Linked DNA regions of Sus scrofa: region 1 is linked to region 2. Evidence: chromatin contacts called from public HiChIP or PLAC-seq data. All regions are on one chromosome and are shown on one strand. Each heading gives the region's core, a stretch centred on a gene start, on an enhancer-like site or on the middle of the called end of the contact. The rest is flanking DNA. Distances are from core to core; before and after follow the strand shown. Region 1 overlaps HIF1A (hypoxia inducible factor 1, alpha subunit (basic helix-loop-helix transcription factor)). Region 2 overlaps PRKCH (protein kinase C eta type).

Evidence for each region. HiChIP or PLAC-seq counts read pairs in DNA pulled down with a chosen protein or histone mark.
Region 1: a contact with region 2 is called in an H3K27ac HiChIP or PLAC-seq map of skeletal muscle. The contact joins two enhancer-like sites. A contact is called at or near these places in 1 of 47 Hi-C or Micro-C datasets (embryonic fibroblasts) and 2 of 2 datasets of contacts at active chromatin or transcription factors (alveolar macrophages and skeletal muscle).

Annotation. Positions count from the first base shown.
Region 1 is chr1:190,654,296-190,661,443 of Sscrofa11.1, forward strand. HIF1A (hypoxia inducible factor 1, alpha subunit (basic helix-loop-helix transcription factor)) reads left to right here. Exons shown (of 15, transcript NM_001123124.1): 6 at 1-129. It also overlaps the pseudogene LOC106507611. Among named protein-coding and RNA genes, the nearest start is that of SNAPC1, 20 kb to the right of the region's middle. Within about 2 kb of position 3,851, at least 9 of the 83 cell types and tissues checked have an H3K27ac peak or open chromatin away from gene starts, as enhancers often do. A contact at or near this core is called in skeletal muscle, where this site is marked.
Region 2 is chr1:190,384,864-190,391,225 of Sscrofa11.1, forward strand. All of the region lies in intron 10 of PRKCH (protein kinase C eta type), which reads left to right. Among named protein-coding and RNA genes, the nearest start is that of PRKCH, 180 kb to the left of the region's middle. Within about 2 kb of position 2,043, at least 17 of the 83 cell types and tissues checked have an H3K27ac peak or open chromatin away from gene starts, as enhancers often do. A contact at or near this core is called in skeletal muscle, where this site is marked.

The DNA.
Region 1 (7,148 bases), core at 2,601-5,100, 270 kb after region 2:
ACCTATGACGTGCTTGGTGCTGATTTGTGAACCCATTCCTCATCCATCAAATATTGAAATTCCTTTAGATAGCAAGACATTTCTCAGTCGTCACAGTCTGGATATGAAATTTTCTTATTGTGATGAAAGGTAAATGAAACAGAAAATATAACTTTAGGAGTTCTCACTGTGGCATAGCAGGTTAAGGATCTGGCATTGTCTCTGTGGTGGCATGGGTTCGATCTCTGGACTGGCACAGTGGGTTAAGGATCCAGTGCTGCTGCAGCTGTGGCAGAGGTCACAGCAGCAGCAGATTTGATCCCTGGCTTGGGAATTCCCAAATGCCACAGGTGCGGCCGTAAATTGTGTGTGTGTAAAACTTGAAATTTTTAATTGGTCCACATTTTTTAGCATTTTTTTATACTATTGACTGTAGTAGAGACTGTGCATGCTTCCATCCACTTAAGTTGAATACAATAATATATATATAATAATATATCCTAGAATTTTGTAAGATTAATTGATGGAATTATTCATCCACGTTTATTGAACATTTATTATGTACTATGTATACTTATTCTACCGGGTGCTATCCAGGTGCTTTTTTCTTTAGGAGCTCTAATTTATTTAAAGAAAAAATAAATATATTTCAGAGACATACAATGCATAATTTGAGGAAAGATAGATTTGGAAAGAAATTTTTAATTTATTTTTAAATTTTATTGGAGTATAGTTGACTTAAAATGATGTGTTAGTTCCAGATATACAGCAAAGAGAATCAGTTATACATATTCAGATATCTATTCCTTTATAGATTCTTTTCCCATATAGGTATTATAGAGTATTAAGTAGATTTCCCCATGCTATACAGTAGGTCCTTGCTACCTATCTATTTTATATATAGTAGTGTGTATATATTAATCCAAACCTTCTAATTGATCCCTTTCTCCAATGTTTCCCCTTTGGTAACCATAAATTTGGTTTCAAAATCTTTGAGTCTGTTTCTGTTTTGTGAATAAGTTCTTTTGTATCATTTTTATTAGATTCCACATATTAGTGATCTTATGTGCTATTTATCTTTCCTAATCTGACTGACTTCACTTAGTATGATGATCTCTAGGTCCATTCATGTTGCTGTAGATGGCATTATTTCATTCTTTTTGTGGCTGAGGAATATTTCATTGTAATATGTACTACATCTTCTTCTGTTGATGGACATTTAGGTTGCTTCCATGTTTTGACTTGTAAATAGAAGGCATAAGGAAGAGCAGGATATCAAGGCAGAAAAACATATCCCTAAAAGAAGAAAAATCCTAGAAAATATAGTCGCTGTCCAGGTTGAGTCAATACACAATGAAATACTCCTCAGCCATAAAGAACAAAATAATGCCATTGGCAGCAACATGGATGCAGCTAGACTCTCATACCAAGTGAACTCAGAAAGAGAAAGACAAATACCATGTGACATTACCTATATGTGGAATTCAAAATATGACAAAAATAAACCTATCTACAAAACAGAAACAAATGCTCAGATGTAGAGAACAGACCTGTTGGTTGCCAAGAGGGAAGGGAGAAGGAGTGGGATGAATGGGGAGTTTGGGGCCAGTAGGTGCAAACCACTACATTTAGAATGGATAAGCAACGAGGTCCCACTCTACAGCACAGGGAACTATATTCAGTCTCCTGGGATATACCATGATGGAATATGAGAAAAAGAATGTACGTATGCATGACTGGTCACTTTCCTGCACAACAGAAGCTGACACAACATTGCAAATCCAATAAATATTAAAAAAAAAAAATGGTTATCACATATCTTCAGACTCTATGTTCATGGAGTAATTTGGGAATAAATCCATAATTTGCTGCTGGGTACTGTAGTACTTCGCAGTCTGCTGTATTACATTATGATTTTCCCTGGCAGTTTTTGGGTGGCTTCCAAATCACTGACAGGAGAATTTTGCTCCAGGCACTGGAGCTGGGGCTTCAGGAATTCCTTGACACAGTTTTGAACTGGTTGTTCCAAGTTTGGTTATTCCAGGCTTGGGGGCACCAGGTCTGGCTCTTCCAGGTTTGGTTGCTCTAAGACTGGCTGTTCCAGGTCTGTTTGCTCCATGATGGGTTATTCCAACTCTGGTTACCCTTCATGGGCAGGTTTCCAGAAGTGTTCACCAGGCATATTTGGTGGTAGGAATAGAAGCCTGGGGATTCTGTACTGGCTAAGCCCTAAATCACACTGTTGCTATTCCTTGGACAGTTGTTTTTCTGCCACCTCTTAGAGTTCATTAGCTTGTTCTGGAACCAGGTCTTAACCTATTTGTAGCTAAGGTTCAGGATATTGGAAAGTCCTTGCGAATGCTGGAGGCTGAGGTATTTCTGCTTCTGAAAACTGTCATTGATGACACAGAGCTGGGTCTGAGAGAACACAGTTCTTACCGTCTACTTCTTGACTGGAACCTTTACTTCTTTCTTTTCTGTGCTCTTCTCTTCAGACATGGGCAGTGGTTTTATTCTGGGGCATGTGGGAGAATCAGGGCTGTTCAGTTTCTGTGTTGAGGGTTTAAGCACATGACATCTGCAAGGAGACATAATTTTCTACAGACCTGTAAACGTCAGGCATTGGTGAAGATTCCCTAGAATTGGATGCTTTGGGGACAAGCTGGATCCACACTCATGCTGAGTTGAAGAGGGAAAAGAAAAAAAGAAAAAAAACAAAAACAAAGAGCTAAATTGTAGGAAAAGTCCAGGCTTTAAGTTTTTAGGTAAAAGAGCTTAGAAGAATATGAAGATCTCCTCCCAGTATAAAAGTATCAAAAAAATGGGATGAAGTGAGTCACCTTTGCAGTAACAGGCGCTAAACAGCCCAATCTAGCAAAATGAGCCTATTTAAAAAAATTTTTTAATGTAAAGCTGTATGAGATATTGGTATATTTTGGAGATTAATCCCTTGTTGATTGCTTCATTTGCAAAGGGGATAGATTACTTTTGATTGTGGACTAGAAAGGAAAGTTTTTGGTCGTCTCCTCACCCTACATAGTTTCCTGAGCAGTTTCATTTTTGGCCACGGTTTCTGTTGCGACTTCCCGTATTTCTATTTATAACTATTTCCATTTCATTGCCAATTTGATATTTTTATCTGGAGGTATGTTCTTCTATATTATAAACTAAAAATTTCTGAAACTAAACTGAACCACTCCTACCCCAAAACAATTTCAAAAACTGCTTTTCCTCTTATAATGAATATCATGATTGATATACCACAGTATACACATGACTCCAGCAAAAATTAAGTCATTCTTAACTTTTCTTTTGCTTTCATTATCTACACTCAGTTGGTCTCTAAATTTTAATAGATTACCATTTGCATGTATCTCTTGATCCATTTCCTCCTTCCACTCTTGTCTGCCTGCCTTTGAGTTCTTCAGCTTATTATTACATTTGGCATGAACTGCATCTCTGCCAGCAGATTTGTGCCCTTTTAATCTCATCCAGGTTTCCAAGAAGTGGACTTCCTAATGTGAAAATTAGATCATGTCATACTCCTGTTGAAAATGCCTCAGCTGCTTCCCTCCTTCATCTTCACATACCAAAAAAAAAAAAAAACAAACAAAAAAAAAACCTTTTTTGTTTATAAATATATTAGAAGGATAGCACATTTTTATTTATCAAAATAAGACATGCATTTTGAAAAGCTGGGGGAAAAAAACAGGCCCAGGCAATAAAATCTAAACTTCTTAGCATAGCAAGCAAAGATACTTATGATCTGGCCTCTTCTGACTTCTCCAAATTAATTGGGAGGAGGAAAAGACCCCCTTCTGCTGTGGTCGCCTATAGCCTGAGAGCTCCACATGCTGTTCTGCTGTCTTAGTGCAATGATGCTATCCTCAACTCCAAACACATACTTAGCTTCCAAGAGCTACCTACTGCATCTATTTGTAGAGCTTTCCTTGTTTCTTTAAGAAATTACTGTTTCATGTATGTAAGTCTGTCATGGCCTTTTTTCTGCTTTTGCAATTATTTGCTTGCTTGTACCATTTTTTGCTTTAAGGCTGTATGACCATGGCTGAAAGCATATGTTCTGTAGCTAGACTGCTAAATCCTGACTGCCTATATCCGGGTGACCTTAGACACATTACTTCTTTTCTTTGTGCATCATTTTCTTCATCTTTAATAATCTCTACTTTAGATAAAGTATAATGCGTGTATTAGTATCATCTTCAACTTGAAGATTATATGAGGAAAACAACTTTAAGTCCTTAGTGCTAACTATAAAGTAGATAAGAAGCCTCTGCCCCACTGTACAAGGAATGTGAGAGGGCACTGGCTTTGTATCACATAATCCTTGATTCCATGCTGGCTTGCAGTCCTGGTAACAGTGTGACCTGGATCTTAGGCACTGTTGTAAATCTCATGGTCCTTATCTGTTAAAAAAGGGTCATGCTTGTAAGGATTAAAAGAGTGTTGAGCACCTATTACACACAGTGACTGTTTGACCGCTGGGGTTAGAGTTAAGAAAAATGAAGATAGAAGAGCCAAGAAGTATTTTATGGCATTTACTGCCAGTGTTTATGTCAGTGTATGATAGAAGAGAGATGCCCTTCCTTTTTTGAGGAATTAGTTTTTATTTTTTTTATTTTTTTGTCTTTTTAGGGTGGCATCCATGACATATGGAAGTTCCCGGGCTAGGGGTCTAATCGGAGCTATAGCTGCCGGCCTACACCAGCCATAGCAACACAGGATCTGAGCCGCATCTGCGACCTACACCACAGCTCACAGCACTGCCAGATCCTTAACCCATTGAGTAAGGCCAGGAATTGAATCTGCATCCTCATGGATACTAGTTGGGTTTGTTACCGCTGAGCCATGATGGGAACTCTGAGTAATTAGTTTTTATTTTATTTATTTATTTTTTAATGGTCATACCTGCAGCATATGGAAGTTCCTGGGCTAGGGATCAAATCAGAGCTATAACTGCAGGCCTACACCACATCATACCTGATATGATCCATCTCAGCAGCCTTTGCCGCAGCTCGTGGCAAAGCCAGATCCTTAACCCACTGAGCGAGGCCAGGGATCAAACCTTTATCTCAAGGAGACTGTTTTTTAACCCACTGAGCCACAACGGGAACTCCTAGTTTTTATTTTTTGAATTCAATAGTAAAGTATAGGGATGGGCTGGGGAGAAAGGAAAGTGATAGAGCTAGAATGAGAAAACAAGAAAGGGAGTGACATGACCCTTCTGTTTGTATCAGAAGATTAACAGAATGGGAGTTCCCATCATGGCTCAGTGGAAATGAATCTGACTGGCATCCATATGGACGCAGGTTCGATCCCTAGCCTTGCTTGGTGGGTTAAGGATCTGGCATTGCTGTGAGCTGTGGTGTAGGTCGAAGAAATGGCTCAGATCTGGCGTTGCTGTGGTTGTGGTGTAGGCCAGTGGCTACAGCTCTGATTCCACCCCTAGCCTAGAAACCTCCATACACCGTGAGTGCGGCCCTAAAAAAAAGAAAAAATTAGCAGAATGGTTGTGACAGAGAAGTAAAGGCAGCCTGTTGAGAGATTAACCAAATGAGGTTTTGATTCTAACCAGGAGATTGTTGTTTTCTGGTTAGAGCTTTTTCTAGGAACATCTCATAGCTATAACCCCTTAGAACCAAGATATAGAAAAAAGTTTGCCCAATTTTGAGAAAATCTAATGTATCAAATTTCTTACATCCAAAATATCCCATAAATGGCTATTAATTATTGTACTAATTTCCACTTATAATCACTGAAATATTTATGTGAGCATCTGCTATGTTCATGTCATGATAATTGGCATTAAAGTAGAAATAAGGTTAATAGTTCTGCCCCATAATACTTGGAACAAATGAACCATATACCGCATAGTTGCTTTAGGTTATAGGTTTACTAGTCCATTAAAAACACTTTTTGGTCAAATTTTCTGGATCCTCTCTTTTTTGGTACAAAAAACTATGTGATTCTCTAAAGTTAAATTAACTTTACTTCTCCCTCAAATATGAATAAAATTGACCATCTAGGAAAATACGCAGTTTATATTTTGGCATCTTTTATCCTTTAGTGATAGATGTACCTCAACTCAGATTGAGAAGCACTGAGTAAATTAGAGCTTCTTAGCACCATGTACAAAGCCCTCATTAATCTGATCCTCCTGCCTACTTCTCCAACCTCATTTCTTCATACTTGCTCCCAATAACCACATCAGAATCTTTGTTACCTGCACAGTGTCAGGCATTTTCTCACCTCCATCTTTTCTTGTAGTGTACCTTCTTCCCAAAATGGTTTTTGTTCTTTGAGCCTCTTCTGTACTCAACTCATAAGTCTCCTAGAAGACGCTGTCCTTCACCCCACCATTCCTTATCATGGATAGAGGTGGTTCCTCTGATTCCTAAAAGATTCCCATCACTATAGTTGAGACATAATTTCATAAGTAGTGTGGTAAACACACCAGAAAATTCATCATACATTGAGTTTTGCCTTTGCATTTTCACACCTAGAACAAATGCCAGGCACATGATGGAATATAAAAGTTTAATGAAAAAAATTATAGCTCCATAGAATTTGATTTAAACGTATAACCTATGTAAAACCAATTAAAATTATCTTTAAAGCATAATTAAATCAGATTATTTATAAAAACAATTGTTCCCTTTGTAATGCTGCCACCTAGTGTAGATGTGCTTGTAAAGAATTCTGGATTTTGGTTTAGTTTAGTTTTGATTTTTTTTTTCTTCTCAAATCAGCTATTTACCTATTTATTTATTTATTTATTTTGGAATAAACTCTGGCATATAAGTTGTGACAACACAAACAGTATTACTATACCTATCTTCCCTGTATGTTTTCTGGAATTGTTTGGCTTCTTGGATACAGTACATTATATAGCTTTTGCTTGTATCTCAGAAGGTCCTTTGAATTCTAAAGGCTGAGAAATCAAAGAACTTAACTCATGTTTTATTCCCAGAAAAGAAGATAATATTGCTGTCATGCTGCTAAGAAGGCAGCTTTCTCTTTCTCATGAAATGAGCTCCATTTCAGACAGTGATTCCAGACAGTAGTAAGATCTAGTCTCTGTCCTAAAGGAACTACCAGGGAACCACAAGGGGTAACTGCATTACTTTCTTGTTATTTTCAGTTTGATACCA
Region 2 (6,362 bases), core at 793-3,292:
TTATACACTATTCCCATGTCTGGAATCACTTAATGCTCCATACGTATTATCAGTTATAAAGAAGAAAATGACCCAGGGAAGAAACTTGAACTGTGAACTCATTTAAGAGGTGGAGAGATTTAATAAAAAAATGGTTGAATAAAATACACTATGCTCATCATGTGGAATATTATGCAACTACTGAAATAGTGAATGACTTAGATGTATATTGATTCATCTGGGTAGTGTTTTCCTGATAGGTAAATCAATGAGAAAAATAAGTTAAATAGTATGTATGCTCATTTAAGCCCCACTTTTTGTTTTGTTTTTTTCCCTTTTTTTTTCATTTTTAAAGTTTAATTGAAGTATTATTGATTCACTATGTTGTGATAATTTCTGCTCTACAACAAAGTGGCTCAGTTATACATGTACACACATCCATTCTTTTTCAGATTCTTTTCCCATATAGATTATCACAGACTATTGGGTAGAGTTAGTTCCCTGTGCTATCCAGCAAGACCCTGTTGATCACCCATTCCATATACAATCATGTATATCTGCCAAAAAAAGGTAGCAAAAGCTGTCTGTACATAGATATATGTATGTAGGAAGTTGTGGAAGAGCAGAAACAACAGTTTGGGATGGGGGGACCATGGTTAATTTTTCACTACGTATCTTCATAGTGTATCACAGTGATTATGGTGAGAAGGTGTCACTTTTATGATTTTTTTTTTTTGGACTTTTTAGGGCTGCACATGTGGCATATGGAAGTTCCCAGGCTAGGGGTCAAATCGGAGCTGCAGCTGCTGGCCTACACCATAGCCACAGCAATGCAGGATCCAAGCCACATCTGCAGCCTACACCACAGTTCATGGCAACACCAGATCCTTAACCCACCGAGCAAGGCCAGGGATCAAACCCACATCCTCACGGATACTAGTCAGATTTGTTACCACTGAGACACAAAGGGAAGTCCACTTTTATGATTTTTGAGAACCATTTTTTTTTTTTTTAAGAAATACGCAAAAGGAGTGAGGGGTGGGCAGAGGAGGAAGAGAAATCAGTCAGTAGGCATGGGACAGAATTGTCACAGGGTTGGTGGTGGGGCGGGGGGAGCTGCCGAATGAAGAGCCAGGACACTCAGGCTTTTTCTCTCATCTGTCATGGCTCTATCAGGGCTTGGCATCCAGAGCTTTGCTTATTCATTTTCATTTAGTATCCTTCCACTTCTGGCACATGGTATAGCAATATTTCTTGCTTCTCTTCATTTCTGTTTTATTTCTAACTACTGAGCTTGCCTGGAGGAACACATTGGGAGAGAGAAATAACTTGAAGATAGATATCAACAGAGTGTTAGTTCTTGACTAAAGAGCAGTGTCAGTGTAATTTAGTTAGATGAGTTAATGCCTACATGCAATAAAAGAGAGATGTTTAGCTATTCTAAAAAGATTACAGTCCAACCTCCTGATTTCTCTTTTCCAGGCAACCAGGTACCCATTTCTTGCCTGTCCTGCCAGAAATGGTTTATGCGCAATCAAGCCCTGTGTTTGAGTGCGTTTCCTATGGAAAAACAAATGGTGCTACAGGGGACACTTGAAGAACAAAGACTTTTCCCTAAACCTTTCCAAAGATCAAATCCTGTAAAAAGGTAGCAATTTTGAGACTCCTCTTTTCTGAGAAGGGCGAGGGTTCAAACCTGCAAAGAATTCTGCTCTTGTTGGAGAAACTGTGCAGGTCTGTTCGGATCAAGCAACAGGCTTATAAAAGTTTATTGCAGTTCCATAGCTACAAAGAGAAATTTATTTCCAGCCCTACATGTCGTGCAGTTGCATCAGTGGTTATTTATAACTGGATTAAGGAGCAACAGCACACACAGCCACACTGGCTGCAGGCTGCTTGCTTTGCTTTGGTGCAGGAGTGGCTTGGTCGTTGAGCTTGGTCACAAGCTTTTCAAACCCCTTTCTCTGCAAGGCACTGGAGCAAGCACTGTCTAGGAGAGAAGAAAAATCAGAGGGGAGCTCCTGTACAGTGAAAACTTGTGGAAACCGTCCAGATCTTGTGAATTAAGCAAGAGCGAGTGTTACATCTTTTTTCATCTCAGCCAAGGGAAGCCTGCCCCTCCCAAGTTTGCCCCTAGTGAGGATTTTAACACTCCTTTGACAAAGAAATGAGACTGAAATGGAGGAAAGCAGGTGATAGTGGTCATAAAATTCACCCTTTAGAACAGGTTTTTGTGGGTTGTTGGGTGTTTTTTTTTGTTTTGTTTTGTTTTGTTTTTTTTTTTTTCTGTCCTGAGCCCTTTCTGAGGCTCCTGTGTTAATAATTCTGGAAGGAAGGGAGGGAGGGAAGAAGGAAGACCTGTTTTATATTTTTGTTTGGTTTGGTTTTTGTTTGTTTGTTCCAATTCCTGCAGGAGACACTGGAATTGAGAAAAATACACTGTGACGGTGGATTAAGACCTAATTTGCAGCTTAGGGGGAAATTTTTGACAAAGGGAACCGAAATCTAAACCCTGTCAGGCTGGCCGCTTTCTTGCCACTCTTAAAAAAAAAAAAAAAAAAAAAAAAAAATTAAGAGGGTTCGGTTTTGTCCTAAAAAACACTGAAGTTTTGTTTTCTTGTCTGTGAAGAGACGAGTTCAAACCTGTCAGAGGCGGTGTCTGAGTTTCCTTATGACTGACTTAAATGTGTGGTAGTGATTTTTTTTTCCCGTAAGCATCTGGCTGAGTCATTCAGAAAGTTAAAAAATAACAAAAAAGAAATCAATGAGAAAAGCCAGCCGAGGTCTGCCACAGATGCCAGGAAGGTCCACACCAACGGGAAGAACCTGTGAGGTCTGTGTTTGTTTCTCCCCATGCAAATACTCAGCCACGCTCCAAAGAGCTGAGTGCTGTAGCTGTTCAGCTGCCCTGTAAGAAACAGGACTCTGTTCTCCGCAGCTTATTCCTTGGGGTTTCAGAATATAAAATACGAAGTGTGTATAAGCACGGTTCCCAGCATTTCTTGGCATTTCATCTTTGGCAGTGAAAATGGGAAAAACTGAAGCTTTTCTGGTTGGGAAGGCTGAGCGTAATCTTTGTTTGGTGGCACTTCCATAAGAAGTGAGCATGTTACAAGGCACTTTCCCACAAGACCATCTGAGGGGCTGCTGGGCTTTGTTCAGTTTTGCTGCAGCGACTGGATATTTTTATGTTCTGTTTGCATCCAGAGAAAGAGCGTCGAGGGCTTTTTCCGCAGAGCATTTTCACAGTAGCTCATTTGGAGTCTCCAAAGGGTGGTCTGGGTCCTACTTTATGCTTAAAGAGGTAACTCTAGGATGGATAACTTCCCAGGAAGGCTCAAGATACTGTACTTCCTAAGAGTGAATTCTTCCTAACATAAACCTAGCAAAGAGTTAAGATAAGAATTCAGTAAAGAACAAGCACTTTCAAGAGAAGAATGTCAAGAAATTGCTTTAACGTTGAGTAGGCTTAGCTGAACATATATTGTGAAGAGCTAGGTCTGCCCCATATCTTAGCTTTGGCAAGGACATCCCAGTTTGCTCCTGTGATTTCTGCCTTAATACCAGCACCCCCCCCCGTGATTTCCCCCTTAATACCAGCACCCCCCCCCATTTTTACTGAGTCCCATTTTGGACAGTACATTGCACAGTCACCCTGCAAAGAGGTATCCACATTCTACAACTTTTTTTTTCTCTGTGAGATGGAAGAACCAAAGAAAAGTATTTTTTACCAGTTGAGAGGGTTCCCCTCCTGTAGGAGAGTTATTCTCCCACCATTTTCCTTTCATGGACTATTCTCTTCTAGGCCATGAATTAGAACTTATTTGAAAGTATCTTTTTAGCTTGGTCACTATCTTAATTTGAAAGACACATTGGGGAAAATTGCCTTTCCCCTGAGTCTCATGTTTCATTTTCTTTGCATGATGCTTTAATAAATTTACATGAGATACAAATTTGTCAGTAGTCATAACTTTATGGGTTTGCATGCATCTATTTGTATATGCATCCGTTAAGTCATTCATTTACTCATGCAACAAATATTTACTGAGACCTACTTTGTGTCTAAGGATATGTGGTGACCAAGATTGGTCAGGACCCTGCCTACAGGAAGTAAGTATTGTAGTATAAACATATAAAGAAGTAAAAGTAATTACCAGTTGTTAGAATTATGTGGAAGGAAGGGAATGGGTTTGTCATGTTTAGTTTGACTCCATAGAGCTAAAGAAAGGGGAGATTAGACAGACAGACAGATGTCTCTCCATCCATTTCTGTTGTTGAATGTCTCCAGTATTTAACCTGGTGTCTCAAATTCAAATAGCTTCAGAATCGGGGACCAAAGGGAACACTACAATTACCAAATCGAACTCATATGTCTCCATAGTTTAGTCTAAACAAGGGATGCAAGAACCAGAGCAGCAGGAGGTGTCCACACTCTGCTTGGCCCTGGCCACTCAGTCAGTTCCTCCAGAATTCCCAGATGTCATTTAGCCCAAATCAGTGTCCACACAGGCCTGATCGGTAGGTCCCCCTGTGGGTCTCTAAGAGGAAATGAGGGAAGCATTCGAAAGTTACAGCTGCCATGAGCTTTTCCACCTCACTTTGGAAACAGTGAGCTCTCCCCCCGCAGTTTGATGGCAGAAAGGCTGTGCCACAGGAAATCTGCTGGAAAATCTGAGTGCTCGCAGAAATGTCAGGGAGATCGTCTTTCATCATGGAATGTCTGCCCACTTCTGTGGTGCACCAGGGAGTCAGCAGAGGAAACTTCATTGTGCTGTGGCTTCAGGCCTCAACGCTGAGGGGCTGTGGCAGTTTCCCAAGCCAACTGGACTGTGTGTGGGGGGGTGTGGTCTCGTGTCCATGCCAACCCTGGAACTCAGGCTTCTTCCAGCATTTGGAGCTGATCTCCCAAGCCAAGTCTCAACTCTTGGGTTCTTGGGTGGGCTCTCTTTGGAAAGCATATCTTCTCTGCTTCTTTAGCCAATGCCCAGCCCTTGCCACCCTCCCAGAAAGTTCCTCTTCAGTGCCAGGAGTGCGTGTCCTAGAAAACCAGACACTACCATCAACCTAGACTTCCGTGAACGATGGGAGTCACCCACCCTGTGGCTCCCTGTGGCTCTTTCTCAGACTAAGAAAGAAAGGGGGGAAAAAAGAAACTCTAAAAAGAAGGAACCTAACTGCCTCTTCTTCCCTTTGGCCACACAGTGACTCCTGAACAGACATTTAATGCAGTTCTTTGGACCTGATAGAAAAGGAAAGTTCCTGCAGCCCGTGGCCTTCCATGAAGCATTGGTGTCTTCAGATGGAATCACCTAAACTCTGTTTACTTTGATGGCGAGTCAATATGCATAGGTCCTCAGTTTCCCTGTTAGTATTTCCTTCCCTTTGGTCCCCCAGCCTTTAACACAGCAGTTCACAGGGGGATGCCTACTTTATTTTTTTGGCCATGCCCACATCATGCAGAAATTCCTAGGCCAGGCATTGAACCCAAGTCGTAGCAGTAACCAGAGCCACAGCAGTGACAACACTGGATCCTTAATCCACTGAGCCACCAGGGAACTTTGGGAATGCATCATGACAACAACTGTATACCCTTAATTCCAAGAAACTAAAGATCACAGAAGGTTGATGGTGTCTGATGTGATGAAAATGAGAATACTGGCAGCTGGCAAGTTTTTTTGCTCTGAGTTTCAAGGAACTTCCCTGTTTCCAAAGCATTAAAGGGGAGTGGGCACAGATCTGAGCATCAAGGCAGTACAGAGGAGACGGAGTTTTTTCTTCTCTAGGTAGTGACAGAGGGGTTTTTCTTCTCTAGGGAGGGTGGCCTCGTTAATGATATTCTTAAGGCCATCCTAGTGGTGTTGAAAGGGAAGCAGAGACCTAGATGGTCAGAAAAGTGTTTCGATCTGCACTAGTCAGGCTTCTGCAGGAGGACAGTATTTAAAGTGTGGTGGTGTGTGCAGACACCCACATTTACCACTGTGTCAGAGAAGCAAAGTCAGTTGACCCCTCCTCGATTTCTGTCTTGGTTAAATTTGTCCTCAGGGTCATTTCTTTCCCCCACACTGGGGAGTCTGGTCTCAGGTAAGAGCAGGTTTGGAAATCCCAGTATGACATAGGATTAAGATGAATAACTGCTGGTCGGGTGGTTGAGTTTGTCTTATGCAGGAGGCCCTGTGCTGTAAATGGTCTCTCTTTGATGGGTTTCTCATCTCTGTACATGTATCTCAGAGTGGAGCTTGAGGACATTATTCCACTCAGAACTTAGGGTTCTCAAGACAGTGCTGCTAACTAGATCTGTAAGCATCCCATTTGTCATTACCTCATTTCCACCTAGGTCCTCACCTTCCCAAGTGAACTTTATTCTGAGTCACGTTCAGATGCCT